Regions from separate parts of the Gossypium hirsutum genome. Here regions 1 and 3 are each linked to region 2. A link is a contact called in public Hi-C data. All regions are on one chromosome and are shown on one strand. Each heading gives the region's core, a stretch centred on a gene start, on an enhancer-like site or on the middle of the called end of the contact. The rest is flanking DNA. Distances are from core to core; before and after follow the strand shown.

Region 1 (3,433 bases), core at 340-2,839, 400 kb after region 2:
TGATTTGATGGAGGAGGTGTACATGCAACAACCTCCAAGTTATGTTAAATTATGTTCAAACTGATGTGAATGGACAACAACTAGTTTTTCGATTGAATAAAGCATTGTATGGGTTACGACATGCTCCGAGAGCGTGGTTTGACAAGTTGAAAGCACTTCTTTTTTTAGTCGGGTTCAAGCTTTCTAAGTCTGATGAGTCATTATTTGTTCGTGTTACTGATACATTTTGTTTGTATGTGTTGGTATGTGGACGACATAATCATCACTGGTGATTCAGATACAGAAATTGATGTCTTTGTTCATCGGTTACACACTAAATTTTTGCTCAAGGATATGAGGCTACTTCATTATTTATTAGGTATTAAGGTTGCTCAACTTAATGGTAGTGGTTTACATCTAAATCATACTTATATATATTACAAAATCTTGGTAACATCGAGATTTAATTTATTAATATGTGGCATACTCATTTTTTGTATTTTAAAAATAAAATAAAATATTAAAATTATAATACATTATATGAATAATATCAATAATTTAAATATTTAGAATACATAATTACAAACTCTCCTGGGTTTTATAAAATTGATAAAATTTTAACAATTAAAAACATCATATTAATGGATCAAAATTTAAGTTTATAAAAAAATATTAAATATTTGAATATTTTTAAATAATATTATTTCAAATATATATTATTTATAAATTTAAAATTTAAAATAATTACTTTTGTTATTAATTAAAATTATGGAGGTGATGATATCAATAAAAAATTGCTATTTAATTACAAATCTAAAATAATATTTTAAATAATAATAATTAAAATAAAATCTTAATTAACGTATTTTGTAACCATTACACGATTATTTTCTTAAATTAATATTTATATATAAATTATTTTTTTAATCTCAAACATTATATTCACTTATTTAAATGAATAAGCTTACTTCTAATTTTTTGATAAATTGCAATAATAATTTTGAAAATAAATAAACAAGAAGAAGATATTCATTTATTCAATTAGAATAATCTAAAATGAATTTAAGACAATACAATAGAAACTTCTAGCTTTTGTGAATAGGCAATTTCCTTTTTCGACTTATCCATGTTTTGTTAAATTATTTAAAGGTACTCAACATTCCTAAATTACAATTTAAGTCCTCATTGTTTCCAACCTTTTAAAAAATAAAGAAATTATTTTTACTAAAATTAAAAAATTAGATCCTATCATTTTTATTTGTTCTAAAAAATTACCTTTCAGTAAAAAATCAAATAAATTATTTAAATAATTATAGATTTTATTTTGTTGAAAATAATTATTGTTATGTTCCAAAGTCTAATTTTATAAATAAATACAACTACAAAAAAAATTAATACAAATATAAATAAACGCCAAAACAATCCCTAACCAAATCTGAATGCTGAAAATCTTTTATTTGTTTTGTATTCGCGAAAATTGGATATATAAGAGATAACAAAAAAAAGAAAAAGAAAAAGAAAATTATATATAGAGAGACACACGGAATGGCGGTAGCTAAACCAAAATGGGCCTCTAAAAATTGCTTTGGACTCCAAAAATCAGGTCGAAACATAAAATTGTCCAGGAATAAAAATTTGCCCAAAATTTGAATGTGGACCTAGGCTCGGCAGGAATTTGGACTTTGGACCTTTTGGATCAAATAATTGAAAACAATATAATTTCAATTCCAAAAACAAATTAATTTTTGTTTTTCTATTCCTCAAAAGCAATTTTCAAAGGTCCAATTAAAATGAAATTATTTTATTAATTAACTTCAAAATTAATTTATTTTAAAATAAAATACAAATGCTAAATTCTATTAAGTATCAAGTTAATTCGAAAATTCAAAAATCAATCTCAATCTCTAATTTAAAATTAACCTTTTAAATCTCATTCTAAAATTCATTTGATATTTAATTTAATTCTAAAATTAGATTAAAAAGTTAACTTATTTTCAAAAGCTGAGATAAATACAATTAAATCAAATCAAAGCACAATAAATTAAAAAATTAAAATAAAATTAAGTGTTTATATTTTCAGGATATTTAAGCTTCTACAAGAAGAACGATATTGACTAGATTAATATTTAATTGAGATGTTTATATAAAATTAAATATATAAATAAGTTATATTATTTAATTGGAAATATTTATAGTATGTGATGATATGATGTATGGTGGAGGTCCTCGAGGAAAAGTGGAAAAGAAAATAGTGGTCAATGGCAATCATTACAAGGGAGAAGTAATGTGTTAATAAATAAATAAAGGAAAAGTAAAGAGAGGAGCCTAAATGACGGAAAAGGAAAAAAGGGATAAAAGGGAGTAGTTGAAATTTTACTAATCATCGCTCCTGCATCTCTTCCCTATTATCTTTCTTTCTTTCAATTAAATCAATGTTACAAATAGAACCTGTTTAAGGGGTGAGCCCACTTAAGATGATATTAATTGAAAAACAATATATTAAATATAAAAATTCCTTAAAAATAATAATTGGATAATTAACTGGTTTATAACTTTAGATGAATCAGCTTAAACATAAAGAAATAGTAGATATTTATAGCCTTCCAAGTGTTTCATGCATGGTTAATATAAAATGGGAAAAGATGTTAGTAGATTTAATATTATATCTTTTTTATGAATGCCTTAAATGAGTTGAAAGTTTAGTTATGAATACCTTAAACCCACGTTGGGTTTGTGAACGGAGTATAGCATTATAATCAGTAATTTAATTGTTTGGTTTTATGAAATGAAATAGAGCTGTAATAGTATTTTTGTATTTGATTGAATGGAATAAATGTTGTAATAGCATAAGAAAAAAAGCTTAAATGACCAAAGTACCCTTAGCATAATTTTTTTAGGTAGATTATTGTTATTGTTATTAAATTTTAATAAGATTATAATTAAATATAATTTAATAAAATAATATATAATTTAATAACATTCTTAATATAGTTATTATTAAAATATGAATTAATAAAAATCATAATATATAATATTAGAAAAATAATATATAACCTACTTTTTTATTTTTAAACTACAATGCATATTTAATGTGCTAAAATATCATTAGTGAAACAAATAATTTAATTATCTTCTAAACTAAAAAGCAAAAGATTAGAAATAATAAATAGCTTAAGAATTATATTTTACATCCAAACATAATGTTCATACATTTAACAAAAAGTTACATGATGTCATTAACTTATATGTCATAATCTATATGTTAAATTTTACAACATCAAAAAGTTGCAATAGTGTGTGGCATTCTATCATGTCATTATACCATCCAAATATTACATATACAAAAAGTTATCGAAACACCACCAACACAACCATGGTTTTTAATGGTCATAAATAAATTTTCTCACCCATTCCAATCGCACAGAAGAAGGTAGACTAAAGAAAACAAGCATTT
Region 2 (3,456 bases), core at 295-2,794:
AGCTTGTTAATGTCTTAAAGTCTCACATGAAGCATCATTTTAGATGTAATAAATGGCTTTTAGAACTACAGCAAACTTTATATTCAATGGAGACCACAACAGAAACAACTAAATGAGTTAACTATAACAATTGTATCCTGGAAGCCTTTTGAATCTGAACCTTGAAAATCACCCATTAATAAACCTCGAAAATAAAAATTGAGGATTTTGTATCAAGGTCCCCTAAGAAAATATTAAGTCACTGTAATGAGTATGCAGCACTCTTAGTTTCACACTATTGATAGTTTATTTAATAAGCATCACTTAATCGGTATTGTAATTGGGTACTATAAACATGCTATTTTAGTAGCAAAATAAGCACCGAAAAGTAAACTAGAACCTATGCTGAAATGCAGTTTAAAGGTTAACCTGATGGGCAAGAGAACCATGAACTGGTGGAGTGGCAAAAAACTTCATTTCAGGGCATAGATTGTATCGACCATCCTTGCAAAGATCACATCGCCAGCAACTGATCCCCGGTTCCAAAGCCACACGGTCTCCTGGCACTAAATTCTTGACTTCACTCCCAACCTCCTCTATGATTCCAGCACACTCATGCCCAATCACCATTGGTTCTTTCACCACAAAATCAGCACACCTCATTGTCTATAAAAAACAGAAAAGAAATACAAATAAAACTAATGGCAAAGATGAGAGAAACAATACAGAAATCATTTTAGCCATTATCCTGGTTCCTTTTTATCACTAACTATTTGATTGGCAATGAAATGGAGGTAAGGGATCGAAAAAGCAGCAATCCTAACTACTGTTGCATACTATTGTTTGTAAAAGGAGGCCAAGCAATATACTCAAGCCAAGTACTTGTAGGAAGACCAAAATTCTGTCTTTAATTCATTTGTTAGAGTTCAGCATGAAAGGGCAGATCTTAGTAGGAACAATATCTGATTAATCCATATTAGAATTAAGAAGAGCAAGAACTTGCTGGGAAAAGGATATACCTTTAGGTAGTGAACATCACTTCCACAGATACCAACAGCCTTCATCCTAACTCTGGCATCATGGGGTCCTTCACAAAATATTTATCGCAAATTTAGTCAATAAGAAAGAAAGCGAGCGAAAGTGTTATAAAATCTAAAAATAGAAACCAACATAAAGAACCCAGAGTAAAAAATAGATGGTGATATGGATTGGATGGCATACCCAGTGGAGGGAGCTTGAATGGTTGAATCTTGAGGGTGTTGAGACCCACAAGCCAAGCAGCCATGTTTTCATCTTCTCCACTTTTGGTTTCTTCGTGAGATTTCCCTCCTTTACCCATCTTCTTGCTTTCGTTGGATAGACACACACAAAGCTGCACTTTGCCTAAAAAGAAGTGGATTTTATGTACTTAAAAGTTGAAACCTTTTAGCATCCCTCTTCAAAATGTTTGTGAATAAGAATCAGAGGTGGCGGATAAAATCAATAATATTAAAGATATGATTTTATATACGAAATAATTGTTTTAAAGTGTCAGCTGGTCCCTTTGGGTTTTCTTTTTGGGGCTGTTTCTCGTTACGAATAGATTAAATAGATATATAGCAGTAGCATACTAAAATTATTATTTGAAATTTTTTATTTAAATAATTAAATTATTTAAAAATTTTTATTTAGATTATTAATTTTTTTTTTTAAAAATTGATTAGTGAGCTCCAATTAATGATTTAATGATCGGTATGGTAGATTGGTTAACATAATTTAAATTCTAAATATATCTGACGATTAATGTTTAAATCTAAATCTATCTCACGATTAATTTTAAGGATTAGAAAAGAAAATTGTTTAAATCTTGTCTGGGAATTTATGATTGTTAAATCTATTTTATAAAAAGATGAATTATAAAAAAAAAGGAAATGAAGAGTTTTTGATTAATATAGATAATGTGACTAAATAAAATTATATATCAATTATTTTAATAGTTTAATGACTTAAATAAAAATTTTTAAATTTTTTAATAATTATTTTGTAACGAATAGTTAAAACATACACTTACTTATAATTTAATGATATTGAATATTGGCTTGCATTTATCACTCATCATCATTTATTTATTTATCTTGTTTTGGAGTAAGACTTGATTTATCAAAATGTGTTTGGTATGGACCATGACTGGAGTGGACGATCGGCAATAGAACTGGAAGACAATTAATACACATTTATCAACCATGATGTGTGAAAGCCATCTGCCGTGTGCCATATTCTCTTATAGTCTAAAACCCTTATCCAAATGTTATGGGTGCCATGCCATCAAGTTTAATGATAATCTGAAGTTGAATTTACCATTCATATAAAACTTAAATATTATTCCCATTCATTAAATGTCTTAATTTAATTATTTAATACTTAATTACAAAAGAAAAATTAATATTATTCGAATATGAATCATTAAATGTCTTTACTAGATTCATAGAACAGTTAATAGGGGGACTCATAAATTTGTTAAGAGTGCTTTGTTGCATGCTGACTATAATTTGAGTGATTTTATTCATGATTGTATTAGAGCCTAATACTAATAGTATTATTCTCATTGAAGATAGATGTAGGATTGGGTGTACAGGGTATGTCTAATGGTTTGGATTAGTGTACTTTATGATTCTTTAATGGTTCGACGCTTTACTTGTGATTTGGGTTAATTTTTTAGTACTATTGGTTGCTTTTTAAAAAATTTAAAGATAGATAATGAATTTAGATATCATTATCAGTATAGCAAATCTGAATATCTAAAAAATGAATTAAAATAAATAAATAATAATAATAGATTTGGATATCGAAATTAATTAATAATAGATTCGCTATCTGCAATGGTATAACATGTTTGAATATCTCAAACAATTATTTACAAAGAATTTAGGTAATAAACATTCAAGAATTGATATTTACATACCCACATTATTTATCACAATCTATCTTGTTACAAGATACGAGGAGTGTGCTATGATCATTGAGAACTACCGAGAGAAATCCTTAAAGGTTGGAGCAAGCGCAACACCAATAATTTTATTTAAAGACCGAATAAGAGTGTTATAAGTCATCGGCTTATTCTTCAACAGCCACATAGTCAGAACCCTGGGCTTTTCCCACTGCTTGGGAGTTTACAATTTCATGTTCTGTTTCACTCCTCGATGGGGTTTTTTTCACCCTTCCCTCACGATACTACTTCGCCAGCGGTCACCCAGGAGTATTTAGCCTTGTAAGGTGGTCCTTGCTGATTCACACAGGATTCCACGTGTTCCATGCTACTCAGGTCAAAGCGTAAGCTAGTAATGCTTTTGGCTACTAGACTATCACCATTTAGGGTTCGGCACTTCACCGCTTCGCCTAGTAGCACGACAATTTTATTGTTCCTTCACAACCCCATTTTCACAATTTAGGCTGCTCCTATTTTACTCGTTGTTACTATGGGAATCGCTTTTGCTTTCT
Region 3 (3,562 bases), core at 777-3,276, 310 kb after region 2:
TCATAAGAAGAGATTTGTTGGAAATTGAAAAGTAGATGGATAGTTTATGAAGTTTTCCTTACAAATTGCATCATATTTTTGTTGGCCCGTCTTGCATTGACGCTGACCAATTTGTCCTCAAACTTCTTGCCTTATTTACGTCAATGATTTTACTTCCCGACAAGTACTAGGCAACGCTTTGAGTTGTTAATTAAACTCTTATTGCACAATTAAATATCACACTCGTTAACATCAACTAGATGTCACCTAAATTGAGATATTTGAATGTGTTATTAAATAAAAGTTTAAAAATTAAATTAAATTATTATTTTTATTTAATATATGTTAATTTTATTATTTTATATTTAAAATAATGAAAATATTTTAAAAGTTCTTAAAATTTTATTATATTTTAGAAATATTTATGAAAAAAACCTTAAAATTTTATTAAATAATATTTAAAAACTATAAAAATATAATTCATTTTATCAAAGTAAATTTAAAAAACCAAAAATCGAATCGAACAGAATCGATTTGTGATAAACAATTCAAAAAATATAAAAAATTTGATCGAATCGAACAGGTATCACCTTAGTTTTTGATAATTTACTGTCTAAAAGAAAGGAGGCTATTCATCCCATAAAATATTACTCACCAATTTATGAATGTATCTTGTATTTCACTTTTTATTTATTTCTGAACCATATAAATATAAATTATAAAAATATTAATCATGAAACTGAAATATGTATTAAAATTTTCAAATTAATTGTATTTAAACATGTCATATCTTGCTTATAGTAGATTTTTTTATTTATTAAATGATTCATATTTAAATACAATTATCCACCAAATATGTTATACCACGAGCTACTAAATTTAGTTAATTATATATTATATAGAAGAAGGTATGTAAAAAATTTTAAATTTTAGTAAAAATTTTGAATTCTAAAATTTTTCTCTAGGTCCCATTTTTAAATTAAATTTTAAATATTATTTTTTTTTCATTAATAATAATAAAATTCTAAATAATAAACAATTTTAAATATCATGCATTAAATTAAAATTAAAATCTCGCAAATAATATAATTACATGTAACAATGAATTCTTATTAAAAAATCTTTAAATATCATCAATTTTGAAAGTCTAATATATTCAAAATATATTATAAATTTTAAAATTAATTATATCTATCTATCTATATATTTTTTAAAGAGTTTTGGTTCACTTAGCGTATACATCATATTTATCTTGTATGGATTTATAATTAATTGTGTGTAAATTTCAACATAGTCAAAACATTATAAAATATTGTTAAAATAAAATATCTAATAATTATATTTTTATAATAATTTTTAAATTAATCTTTAATTTATCAACTATATGTTTTAATATAATTCCATGGTAATATATGCATCATATATAAATCTTATTAAGTAAAAGTATCATGATAACTCTTATACTAAAAGTTGGAATGTATTTTTTTCCTATACTCAAAAAATGGGTAAATTAATCTTCTATATTAGATCAAAGAATAAATTAGTCATTCTAATAAAAATTTTAATCATTTCTACTATTACAAACTAATCCCTATATATTGGTATAAAGAACACGTGGTACGACACATGTCACTATTTGATTATTCTGTTAGTTACGCTAGCTTTTAATAATATAAATGGATGAAATTTTAAATAAATACAACTAATTTGTTTCTTGATCTTAGATATAAAGACCAATTTACTCATTTTTAATATAGATGACAAAATATTATCTGAATTTTAATACAAAAATTTTCATACTACTTTTACCACCTATTATTATATTTTTGTATTTAATAATATCTGAGGAAATACCCTACCGCTTTCTTTGAACACAACTACCTACTAACACAAGACACCCGTCCATAGAAGTAGCATATAAAAAGCACTGATATGTTTCTTTTATTTGTATCCCTCCAGTATTCCCTCTGTTTCATCAACAATACAAAAAGAAACTCATCTCTCTTTTCTTACCTCCTCCTCCTCTTTCCCAAGCAAAACCAAAAGCATGAAGAAATCTTGGGCGCTAATCGATGCAGCCTCGTGGGGTATCGGCGCAGCCTTATTGGTCTTAATATTGATAGGTTCCATCAGCGCAAACTCTGTATCGGAGAAAGCAGATGTGAAAGGGATGAGCCAACTGTTGAACCGACCTTGTGATGAAATCTATGTGGTAGGAGAAGGGGAGACCCTTCACACAATCAGCGACAAGTGTGGCGACCCTTTCATCCTTGAGCGCAACCCTCACATCAATGACCCTGATGATGTTTTCCCTGGCCTTGTTATTAAAATAATTTCTTCACCTGCTAGAAAACTATAGACTGGTTTTGGTCGTCTTCTTTTTTTCTTCTTCTTTATCATGTGAAATAGGAGATAAAAGCCTTTGTGATAAGTTCAAGGCTCAATCAAACCTTTGTGATACATGGAGATTGGATTCTCCAACAAAATTTCAGCTTTGTAATTAGTAAAAGAAAAAAAAAAGGTTAATTTTTTAAATGGGAACTCATAATATTTTTTTATCGAGTTAAAGAAGTAATGAGGTGTTGTTGCAGCGTTCTTTGTAATTTGTTTCTTGGAGAATATCTTGATTTCAAATTTAGTTAATGTTTATATCATTTATCAATTTAACTTTTTTTAGTTAAATTTGATCTTTAATATTTAAAAAAATTATTTTTTAAATAATAACTAAATCATTAATTTTTAGCTATGGTTTACTTTAAAAATATTTAAAAAATAAAAAAATTCATAAAATTAAAAAAAAACATGAAGTATATGTAAATTATTATGTGGATTGTCATGTTTAAAATTTTAATGTTTTAGTTAATATTTCTGTTAAAAGAAACAACAATTTGATTTTTTCTAAAAGGTCAAATTTAACTCATTTTAAAAGATTGAGGTTAAAATTAGCTAAAACAAGAATAATGACAAAAATGATAAAGTATATAAATATTAAGGACTAAATTTGGCATTATGCCAATATCTTTTGTATTCTCCTCTGAAACGTGGCCGCTGGGAATTAAGATAGTGTTAAATTCTTTGAAACGACAAAAGCCATCAGCTTTTACCTTCTTTTCTGTCAACCAAAGAAAAACTAAAGTTGGCTGCCAATGCGATATTGTTTATACACGTGGTATTTTATCTTGTATATTTTTCAAACCAATTGTAATAAAGTTACCATTGGCTGCCGATTCGATATTGTTTATACGTCTGGTCTAATTCTGCTTCCAGCCCCTATGTTTTTTTAAATTTGAAATTTAGTCTTTTTAGTCTTTTGATTTAATTAACATTTAGTAGAAGTATTGTTTTTTTACACATGTTTTAATATATGAGTTAGCAATAAACTAATTCAATTGATAATATTTAGTCACTACTATGACTTATTTTTAACATTGAAAAGAAGAAAATCACTTATTTTGAAGATGTCTTATTTTTTTATAAGAATTTTTACTCATCTTTTTAATTTCAAAATTTAAATTTGTACTAATTAATTTTTTTATTTTATGTTTAGCTATTGTGATACATATGCAATAAATATTTTTTCCCT

Evidence for each region. A called contact is a pair of places that touch in the nucleus more often than the background predicts.
Region 1: a Hi-C map of leaf shows a contact between it and region 2, with 4 times the contacts expected there. The contact joins the enhancer-like site here to the promoter of LOC107936471 in region 2. A contact is called at or near these places in 4 of 34 Hi-C or Micro-C datasets (all in leaf).
Region 3: a contact with region 2 is called in a Hi-C map of leaf, with 1.9 times the contacts expected there. The contact joins the promoter of LOC121205985 here to the promoter of LOC107936471 in region 2. A contact is called at or near these places in 3 of 34 Hi-C or Micro-C datasets (hypocotyl and leaf).

What each region holds. Positions count from the first base shown.
Region 1 is chrA09:29,405,187-29,408,619 of Gossypium_hirsutum_v2.1, forward strand. No RefSeq gene overlaps it. Among protein-coding and RNA genes, the nearest start is that of LOC121206865, 25 kb to the left of the region's middle. Within about 2 kb of position 1,590, at least 1 of the 9 cell types and tissues checked has an H3K27ac peak or open chromatin away from gene starts, as enhancers often do. A contact at or near this core is called in leaf, where this site is marked.
Region 2 is chrA09:29,008,445-29,011,900 of Gossypium_hirsutum_v2.1, forward strand. It overlaps LOC107936471 (sorbitol dehydrogenase), which reads right to left and starts at 1,545. Exons shown (of 6, transcript XM_016869200.2): 1 at 1,201-1,545; 2 at 999-1,066; 3 at 409-645. The coding sequence starts at 1,318.
Region 3 is chrA09:29,315,160-29,318,721 of Gossypium_hirsutum_v2.1, forward strand. It overlaps LOC121205985, which reads left to right and starts at 2,027. Exons shown (of 1, transcript XM_041076137.1): 1 at 2,027-2,338. The coding sequence starts at 2,027. The coding sequence ends at 2,338.